3 separate regions of the Mus musculus genome follow, and regions 2 and 3 are each linked to region 1. A link is a contact called in public Hi-C and promoter capture Hi-C data. All regions are on one chromosome and are shown on one strand. Each heading gives the region's core, a stretch centred on a gene start, on an enhancer-like site or on the middle of the called end of the contact. The rest is flanking DNA. Distances are from core to core; before and after follow the strand shown. Region 1 holds the start of Adam23 (a disintegrin and metallopeptidase domain 23). Region 2 has its middle 28 kb from the start of Gm35393. Region 3 overlaps Adam23 (a disintegrin and metallopeptidase domain 23).

Region 1 (2,957 bases), core at 190-2,689:
CACTCCAGACAAAACTTGGGTCCTGAATTCATGGACACTGAATGTAAAGTGATACTTTCAAATATATTTGTGTGTGTGTGTGTGTGTGTGTGTGTGTGTGTGTGTGTTTATGTGTATTATGTGTGTGTGAATGTAGAAATATATATATGTGTGTGTGTGTATATATATATGTATATACACACACACATATATACATACATATATGAATGATTTCTATTTCTTTCTAACTTTGAGATGAGAAAAAAAACTGTTTTGCCATAAAGGGCTATAGTTGCTGGCAACTTTCCAAATTCTTTCTTTTTTACTGCCAAGGCCAGCTTTCTGCTTTCAGTGACTTCCAATCACCAGTGTGCTCAACATTGTATTATTCTGATTGCTCATTATGACAAGCATTTTGGGAAAACACAGCCAAAGGTCATGCGCAAAGAGTGTCTTGGAGACTTTCATTCTCTGGTCCCCAAATTATGCCTCTCTCACCTTAATTCCAACAGTAGGGACTAAACCTGGTGGGGAATTTGAGGGATCAAGCATTTGTCACTATTATTGCATGCCCCCCACCCCTCCGCATTCATATGAAGGTTCCCCAAGGCAAAAAGCAACTTGCTAGCTCACTGCATCTTCCTGTCACTGGAAGTTACATAGAGAGCGCTAAAGGACTCAGGAGCCACCAAATACCTCTGGGTGGAACCCACAGTCACTGGAATGGGTCTTTAGTGAATGCAACAGAAACGGACTTCCAAAAGTGAACCAGCATGAACCTGGGCTTGGGACGGACAAGGGTGGAGAGGTGGACAGGGAGGCGCTCGAAGGCCAGGCTGGGGACCCACTCGTCCGGGTTACACGCACCTGCGTGCCCTTCTCTCTCCTCCCCAGGGCCCCGCGGGGAAGGCAACGCAAAGGGCACCGGCCATACCCACCGCTGGGCGCAGCGGCCCCCCGGGCACGGGGCCGGGATGAGGTGGCGAGCGCAGGTAGCAGGAGAAGGACGAGGAGCAGGCGGCAGGGCGGCGCGCGGGCCGGCACCGGGCCGGCGGGGCAGCGGCCGGGGCCGCAGGAGGCGCCGGGAAGGCTGCAACCCGTCAGGGTCGGCCGCCGGGAGATGCTGCCGGGCGGCTTCATGGCTCATCGCTCCCGGGCGCCGGTCCGAGTGACCCGCGAGAGAGCCGGGCTGGGCTGCGGGGCGGCTGCGGGCGGAGCCGGTCACGCCGGCTGGGCGCGCATGCTGCGGCCGCGGGCAGGGGTCAGGGGCTGGGGTCTCGGGGACGGCGGCGCGCCGTCCTCTGCTCTTTCCGCCTTTCCGGGAGCGGCCCGCAGAGAGGGGTCCCCGCCGCTCCACCAACTTGGAGCCTCCTCCAGTGGCTGCACCCTCCCAGTGGCGGGCGCGGCCGCACCAGTGACTGCGGGGGTTGCTGCCGGGCCTAAGGATGCTGAGGAGGCGCGCGCAGGAGCGAGCGGCACGGGCACGCGCGGCGCGGGCGCGAGACTCGGGGACGCGCAGCGCGGTACTGCACCCCACCCTCCGGGAGCGCGCCCGAACGGGGTTTCGGGTGCGGATGCTGATGCTCTTGCAGATGCTGATGCTGTAGCCTGCATGGGCCGCGCTGCGCATGCTCGACTGTGGGAGCCCTGGGGGGGGGGGGGGGCAGAGTGATGCAGCATCCCAGGCAGCATCAAAATAGTTGGTGGCACCTCCAAAGACCAGAGGTAGGGGAGAAAGAAGTTTGCAGTCAGGGATGACCCCAAGAGGAAAGTGCAAGGGTTTCCAGGCCTGGGGCAAGCCTGATCTGGCAACAACTTGCCAAGAAAAGCGACCCATCCTCAACACCCACTCCTATACCAACTCTCCAGCGCAAGGAAAACTGAGACTATGCATTTTCCTTCTCAAACCTTTATTTATTTCCTTCCTTCAAATAAAGGGCTGCAGCCAGGGAGGTAAAAATAGCTGTGCTCCTCATAGCAGCGAGTGGGATGACAGTGGGAAGCACTGTGGTGCATCCGCAGGCTGGCGTCTGTGGGCACTGAGCCACTGGGATCCCCTTGCAGGGTCGTGGGTCCTCCCTCCTCGTGCCCATAGGGCTTTGAAGAGAGCTAAATTCAGAAAGTGTGACGGGCCATATTCTGGAATAGAAGAAATACAGAGATTAGAAAGCAACCGTGCAGCTATCTTAGGAAATCTATCGTTTGTCAACCAGCCTTGGGGGTGCGCAGGCATTTCTGAGAACACACTTCTATTTTTGAGATCCAGTCGTATCTTGTGCAGAGAAAGGGGGTATTTTCGCTCAGTGCTGTCAGTTCCCTGGTTTGGGTGGGTTAGCAGCCGCTACTAATTCTGGTGGTTCCTAATTAAAATTTGAGGCCCATTTCTATCACTGGACTCTGGTAACACCAACAGTAACTTATCCACTCTCCCAAGACTGGTCTGAGTAATAACAATGGTGTCTAACTCCATTATTGATATTTAAAATAGAGCTAAGGATATCTACTTGGAAAGGGCTGGGAAGGTTCTAGAAGTGTGTGATTAAAATAACAGTCAAGGCTGTTAGCCACCTTCTGTACCCGAGCTTCACGGAACGAACTTCTGGAGACAGACAAAGATGACAGGCCTGCATGCAGATCTCACACTGCAGAGCGGTTGAGGTGTCAGATATTAATTTTAATCTCTTCTTTCCACATTTGAGCATGAGTATTTATTGGACACATGGATTTAATTAATTAACCAATGTTCGTTCGCATGCACACACACACACACACACTCTCTATGCGAGCAGCAACAGTTTTCATTCACATTGTAACGCTAGGTCCTAACATGCTATCTAAGGACCAGGGAAATCTCTTGGATAATACATGGCCAATGAGTAAGCCAGGAGATTGTCTATAATATACATCCTGAAAAGGGGGTACGGAGACCTCGTAGTGCATGAGGTTAGTGACTTTCCTACTTGCTATCCTTGGCTCTC
Region 2 (2,700 bases), core at 66-2,565, 37 kb after region 1:
CTCATGGGTGCTCCCACATGGGTGCTCACCCTCCATCATATCTCCATGAGTTGCCAGCTAGGAAGAACTTCAGCTTTGTTAGCCATTTTTTAGAGCACTGCCTTGTAGTTTCCCTTGTGAGTTGATCTTGTCTAAGCAGCTCTAACAACTCTAAAGAGCTAAGAAACGCAAGTGTACATTAGTAAGCAACATACATGCTTTTCTGAAGTCAAAAATTATTCCAATGAACTTCCCTTCTCAGCTGAAAAGCAAGAAAACATTAAAACCACATTAGTCAGGCAAATTAAGCCCAGCCTGCATGGAAGTGAAAATATGAAATTTGTTCTTAAATGAAATGTTTTCCTTTCAATATACATATAGTAACTTAAATTGAGCCTGAGGGTTGTGAGCTACAGTTCTTTAGGAAGCTTTGATGAGTAAGACTTCTGCTGCTCCTCACTCCCGAGCTGCGTTTACCCCACTTGTTTTCCTCCTTCCACCCCTACCACTTTGAGATTTTGAGCAATTGTGATCCCTACCTACAACTTCACCAGGCATGAAAATCTGTGTTGTTCACTGGTCCATCCCACACACCAAGAACAGTGTTTGTTTAGTTTTGAACACTAAAGATCAGAACTAGGATTTATTGAATGAGTAAATGAAACATATACAACAACCAAAAGCTCTGATTTGTTTTTTCATTTCCTGTATGTGTATGTAGAGGCCAACAGTCAACCTTGGCTGTTATTACTCAAGAGCTGTTCACTTCAGTATTTTGAAACAGGGTCTCTCCTCTCCTCTTCTCTCTCTCTCTCTCTCTCTCTCTTTCTCTCTCTCTCTCCCTCCCTCTCTTCTCTCTCTCTCTCTCTCTCTCTCTCTCTCTCTCTCTCTCTCTCTCTCTCTCTCCACCTGAAACTCAACAACTACTCAGCTAGACAGCTAGGTTGTCCAGCCAGAAATTACAAGGGTCCTCCTGCTTCTGTTCCCAAGTGCTGGGATTGCAAATGGAACTGGCTGGGAATCCACCTCAGGCTTGCATAGCACACCCTTACCACAGTTTATGTGATTGATGCTGGAGATCAAACCCAGGGCTTTGTGCATGCCAGGAAATCACACTGCCAAGTGAGCCCTAGCCTCAGGGCTCCTTGATATGATTTACAATCACCTAGGAGACACACATCCTAGCGTGCCTGTGAGGGCATTTCCAGAAAAACTTATATGAAGAGAATGGAGCCCCCTTCAATGTGGTTTGCACCCTGCCGTGGGCTGGTACTGGGCTGAATAAAAAGGAGGAAGTAAACGGAGAACAGCATTTGTTCCTCTCAGCCTCCTGACTGTGACTGCAACCATCCATCTACCTCATCCACCTGCAACCACAGCTACCACTTCTCCTGCCACTCCCTTCCCGGTCGTGATGGACTGCACCCTCAAACCATGAACCAAAATACACCCTGCCTTCCTTAAGCTGCATTTGCCGGATATTATATCAAGCAATAGGAAAAGTAACTGTGACCTTGACTTTACGTTAAAGGGTGATAGGCTGATCTTGAATGCAGATGATGTGGGCTGCTGTTTGCCTTAATTTCAAACTGCTGAGCCTTTCCTTTCTCTAACTTCTACAGTTGCTTCTACTCAACCTCCAAAGAAAACCATCATCAAGATCCAGAACCAGGTCTTACTGTGTAAGGTTGGTGCTCCTAGCCCATAGCAAGGGGGCTGCTATAAACCTAGTACCTAAGCCAAGCCTGTCCTGCTGGGTAGCTGCTCTGTGCATCCCCCTCCTTCTTACAGGGATTGATCTTTAGAAAGCCACAGTTCCAAATAGTGATCAGAACTGTTCCGGTCTCTTTTCATGGTCAGAACAAGCCCACCGAGCTTTGGCTTTGCACACAGATGCTGGCTCTGGTGGCCACTTTGGTTTCTCAATGCCCTGTAGACACCCCTAACACTGCCTATTTCTGGACCTTCAGCCCAGCAGGCATAGACTGCAATCCTCACCTACTGCTGAGTGTTTCCATTTCTGGTCCATGCATTTAGCTTAACCCACCATCCCCAGACACCATCTCCTAACAGCTCCGTCCTTTAAGTTTGGAGTAGGGAAGAAAATTCTGAGGATACATTCATGATAGTCATCCTTAATGGAGATGCCTGGGAAGAAGAGAAAGAAGCCTGTTGCTACACGTAAGTCAGGGATCCAAAAGTTAAAAAGCATTGCAGATTTTTCAGGACAGCCCTGTTTCATAAGATAGAAATGAGCTGTCAGAAGGTGCAGGCCTGTCTGCTGAGAGATGAGTATGTATGTCTCTAATGCAGACATGGGGAAGGAAAGAAGGAAGCTTCACTGGGGTGCCTGCCAATCCTGTAGTTGTCCAGGCTTTGTCCTAGCCACCCTTGTGTCTGGAAATCAGGAGAAATGTAACTGTGGTGGTTGGATAGGAATGGTCCAAGACTTATGTGTTTAAATGCTTGGCCCATAGGGAGTGGCCCTATTAGGACATTAGCCTTGTTGAAAGAGGTGTATCACCGTCGGGGTGGACTTTGAGGTAATATATTGTTCAAGCTGTGCCCAGTGTAATGCAGTCTCCTTCTGCAGCTTGCAGATTAAGATGTAGAACTCTCAGTTCTGTCTCCAGATCCATGTTAGCCTGGATGCTGCCAAGGTTTCTACCATGATGATAATGGACTAAACCTCTGAAGCTATAAGCCAGCCCCAGTTAAATG
Region 3 (2,700 bases), core at 38-2,537, 48 kb before region 1:
GGTCCTGGGAACTGAACCCCAGTCCTAGAGCCAAAGTACAGTAGAAAAGCGTTTAACAACTAAGCATCTCTCCAGGCTCCAAAGGTAAAACATCTATTAACATTTGAACAGAAGAGACATCAAGGTTTTATCTGACGTTATTGCCTGGACTTTACATAAGATGCTAATAATTTTGGTTATCTCTTACTCTAGAACTAATACATCAAAGAGGGACAAATTATTGAGAACCAGGATGAAATGGCAGATGTACTAAAGACATAGCTAACAATAGAAAAAAGTCATAAACCTACTACACTGCTAGTCACACAGGCAAAGAAGTAACTGTAAAAATCAGAAAAAATAAGGTTACAGTCACTCAGGCAACCCATGACCCAGATTTAATGACTTTCTTTTTTTTTAAACATTTCAGGCCTGGAAAGGTGGCTCGGTGGTAAAAAGCACTTAATGCTCTTGCAGAGAGCCCAGGTTCGATTCCCCAGCCCCACTTGGCAGCTCAAAATCATCTCTAACTCCAATCCCGACCCAGATCAAGAGGATCTGATATCCTCTTCTGACCTCCATGGGCACTCATGTAGTACAGGTGGACAGACACACAGACAAAACACACACAAAAAAATAATAAAATAATTATATCTCTAAAAAATTTAAAGTTTAACAAATTGAGGCATAAGTACTGTTATTTAGAAAACCTACTCAATGTAGAACAACACACTCCACTGCAATAATGTGCAAATGAGGCTTCACAATACAGGTGCTTAAAAATAGATCCTTATATGTTTTAGGTGAAGGGAAAAAATAGGTCAAAATTTACATAGTCACAGCCTATACAGCTGTATAAGTACAACTATGGTCGTTTTAAGAAGACTTTTAAATAGAATATGACAATATCTTTAATTCTATGAATAACAAAACAAGAAAGAAAGAAAGAAAGGAAGGAAGGAAGGAAGGAAGAAAGAAAGAAAGAAAGAAAGAAAGAAAGAAAGAAAGAAAGAAAGAGAGAGAGAAAAGTTACCTAAATACCTTTATACCCCCAAAAAAGCCAAGACTGGAACCAATTTGTGCAGAATAACTGCAGAACGAGTCTAATTACCAGCCAGGGCATACCAAGTGCAGTCTGTCAAAGGCCGCAAACACTGCTGAGTGCCATGTATACACACAGGTCCCTCTCACACCATACTCCTCAGGGAGCACTCTCCTCAGTCGAGGTGAGCAGTTCAAAGGACTGAGTCTGAGTAGCCCCTCCTTTCACAACAGCTCACTATCAACTCAGTCATTCTAGGCTGGAGCTGAGGCTCCGCCTGGCACAGGGTGCAGACCTATGCTGTGGCTCATTATTCTTTGCTCCTTTCCCCAAGCCGTTCCTCCTGTCATCTAAGTTTCAAACAGGCTCCTTCCCAGATATCATCTGCAAAGGTTGGCCAACTTTGTAATCTCTGCTCTACATTAAGAACAGAGATTCTTGTTCTTGGCCGGTGGTATGACGCACGTCATTGAATACATATGAATCCAGCCCTTTACACTAAATATTCAAGGTAACACTACAATAACATTGGACAGCACAGTACTCTGAAAGAATAAAACTCCACTCCCCTATGGATCACAGTGGCCTAAACAAATTAACGCAGTCTTTATGGGAACTAATTCGTACTAAAGATGGTGCTTCACATAGGCTTAATCTTCTAGCCCTGAAAGTATTGTCCACTAAATATAATCAACAGAATTCTCAGCCCAGCTTGCCTGGCATGGATGAGTAGGGATCTGAATGCACTGTGGAGCTCTGTGCTCTGCTCAAGGGGAGACGAGTGTAGGCTGTCTGGAGGATAAGCCTTCCATGCTACAGCAAGTCTGAGTACCCACTGGAGAGGTTCTCACGCAGGCCTATGGGCTATATTTACACTGACTCATGCAAACGCATTAGATTATGGTTTATGGCTGCACAGAGCCAAAGGGAATGGAGATTTCTCTCCCTCGGAGAATGAATGGGTACTGGATGCACTCCAAAGATCCACGGCCATGCTTAGAGATCATGGAAGGATAAACACAGTTACAGATCTTTAAATACCAGGTTGAGTAGAAATCTACAGATAACATCACTTATGGGAAAGGCCTATGAAATTATAACATATGTTTTAGAAGAACATACACAAAGAAAAGATTATGCAAAACACATTCAGAAATAAGTTAGGATAAAGAGGAAGGAAGAAGGAAATAGATAAGAAAGACACTTAAAAAAATATACTGGGGCCTTACACAAAGCAGTCATTTTGCATGCTGTGAATGGGGACAGTGAATACAGCCTTCCAAACCAAGGTTTGTTTGAAAGCCAGAGGGCAATACGTTACATCTGCAAAAGATGCTTCATATAAGTATTAGATTCTCTTGTTCTTCAAAGTCAATTAAAAACAGACAAACCCAAAACCACTGATTCTACCACTAATATAGTAAAGATTCAATAAACAGTCACCTATTTAGTATGTGTGCGTGTGCGTGTGAGGAAGAAACCAAGTATGTCAGTCACCATGGCATAATCCTGAACAGAGTGTTGATATAGCCTCACTCACGCTAGTGCCAGTCAGTGTATTTAGCCGTCTGTCAGTGCTTATCTCTGAATGGTCCTCTCACAAGGCAGTGCATTAAGTTTATCTCGTCTGGGAAACACTGAGACAGCAACACTGGCAGCATCAGACTTGAGATGGCTTT

Evidence for each region. Promoter capture Hi-C pulls out the DNA fragments that hold promoters and counts their contacts. A called contact is a pair of places that touch in the nucleus more often than the background predicts.
Region 2: a contact with region 1 is called in a Hi-C map of bone marrow-derived dendritic cells, with 2.2 times the contacts expected there. The contact joins the enhancer-like site here to the promoter of Adam23 in region 1. A contact is called at or near these places in 6 of 39 promoter capture datasets (the 3T3-L1 cell line, 3T3-L1-derived adipocytes, the HPC-7 cell line and 2 more), 9 of 484 Hi-C or Micro-C datasets (CD4 T cells, bone marrow-derived dendritic cells, conventional dendritic cells and 5 more), 5 of 115 datasets of contacts at active chromatin or transcription factors (bone marrow-derived dendritic cells and embryonic stem cells) and 3 of 9 other capture datasets (adipose tissue, liver and pancreatic islet).
Region 3: a promoter capture Hi-C map of second pharyngeal arch cranial neural crest shows a contact between it and region 1, with 2.3 times the contacts expected there. The contact joins the enhancer-like site here to the promoter of Adam23 in region 1. A contact is called at or near these places in 1 of 39 promoter capture datasets (second pharyngeal arch cranial neural crest), 2 of 484 Hi-C or Micro-C datasets (the C3H10T1/2 cell line and brown adipocytes), 2 of 115 datasets of contacts at active chromatin or transcription factors (both in embryonic stem cells) and 3 of 9 other capture datasets (adipose tissue, liver and pancreatic islet).

What each region holds. Positions count from the first base shown.
Region 1 is chr1:63,444,373-63,447,329 of GRCm38.p6, reverse strand. Adam23 (a disintegrin and metallopeptidase domain 23) reads right to left here and starts at 1,439. Exons shown (of 26, transcript NM_011780.3): 1 at 918-1,439. The coding sequence starts at 1,119.
Region 2 is chr1:63,407,141-63,409,840 of GRCm38.p6, reverse strand. No RefSeq gene overlaps it. Among named protein-coding and RNA genes, the nearest start is that of Gm35393, 28 kb to the left of the region's middle. Within about 2 kb of position 1,315, at least 6 of the 459 cell types and tissues checked have an H3K27ac peak or open chromatin away from gene starts, as enhancers often do. A contact at or near this core is called in bone marrow-derived dendritic cells and conventional dendritic cells, where this site is marked.
Region 3 is chr1:63,492,693-63,495,392 of GRCm38.p6, reverse strand. All of the region lies in intron 3 of Adam23 (a disintegrin and metallopeptidase domain 23), which reads right to left. Among named protein-coding and RNA genes, the nearest start is that of Adam23, 48 kb to the right of the region's middle. Within about 2 kb of position 1,287, at least 4 of the 459 cell types and tissues checked have an H3K27ac peak or open chromatin away from gene starts, as enhancers often do. A contact at or near this core is called in second pharyngeal arch cranial neural crest, where this site is marked.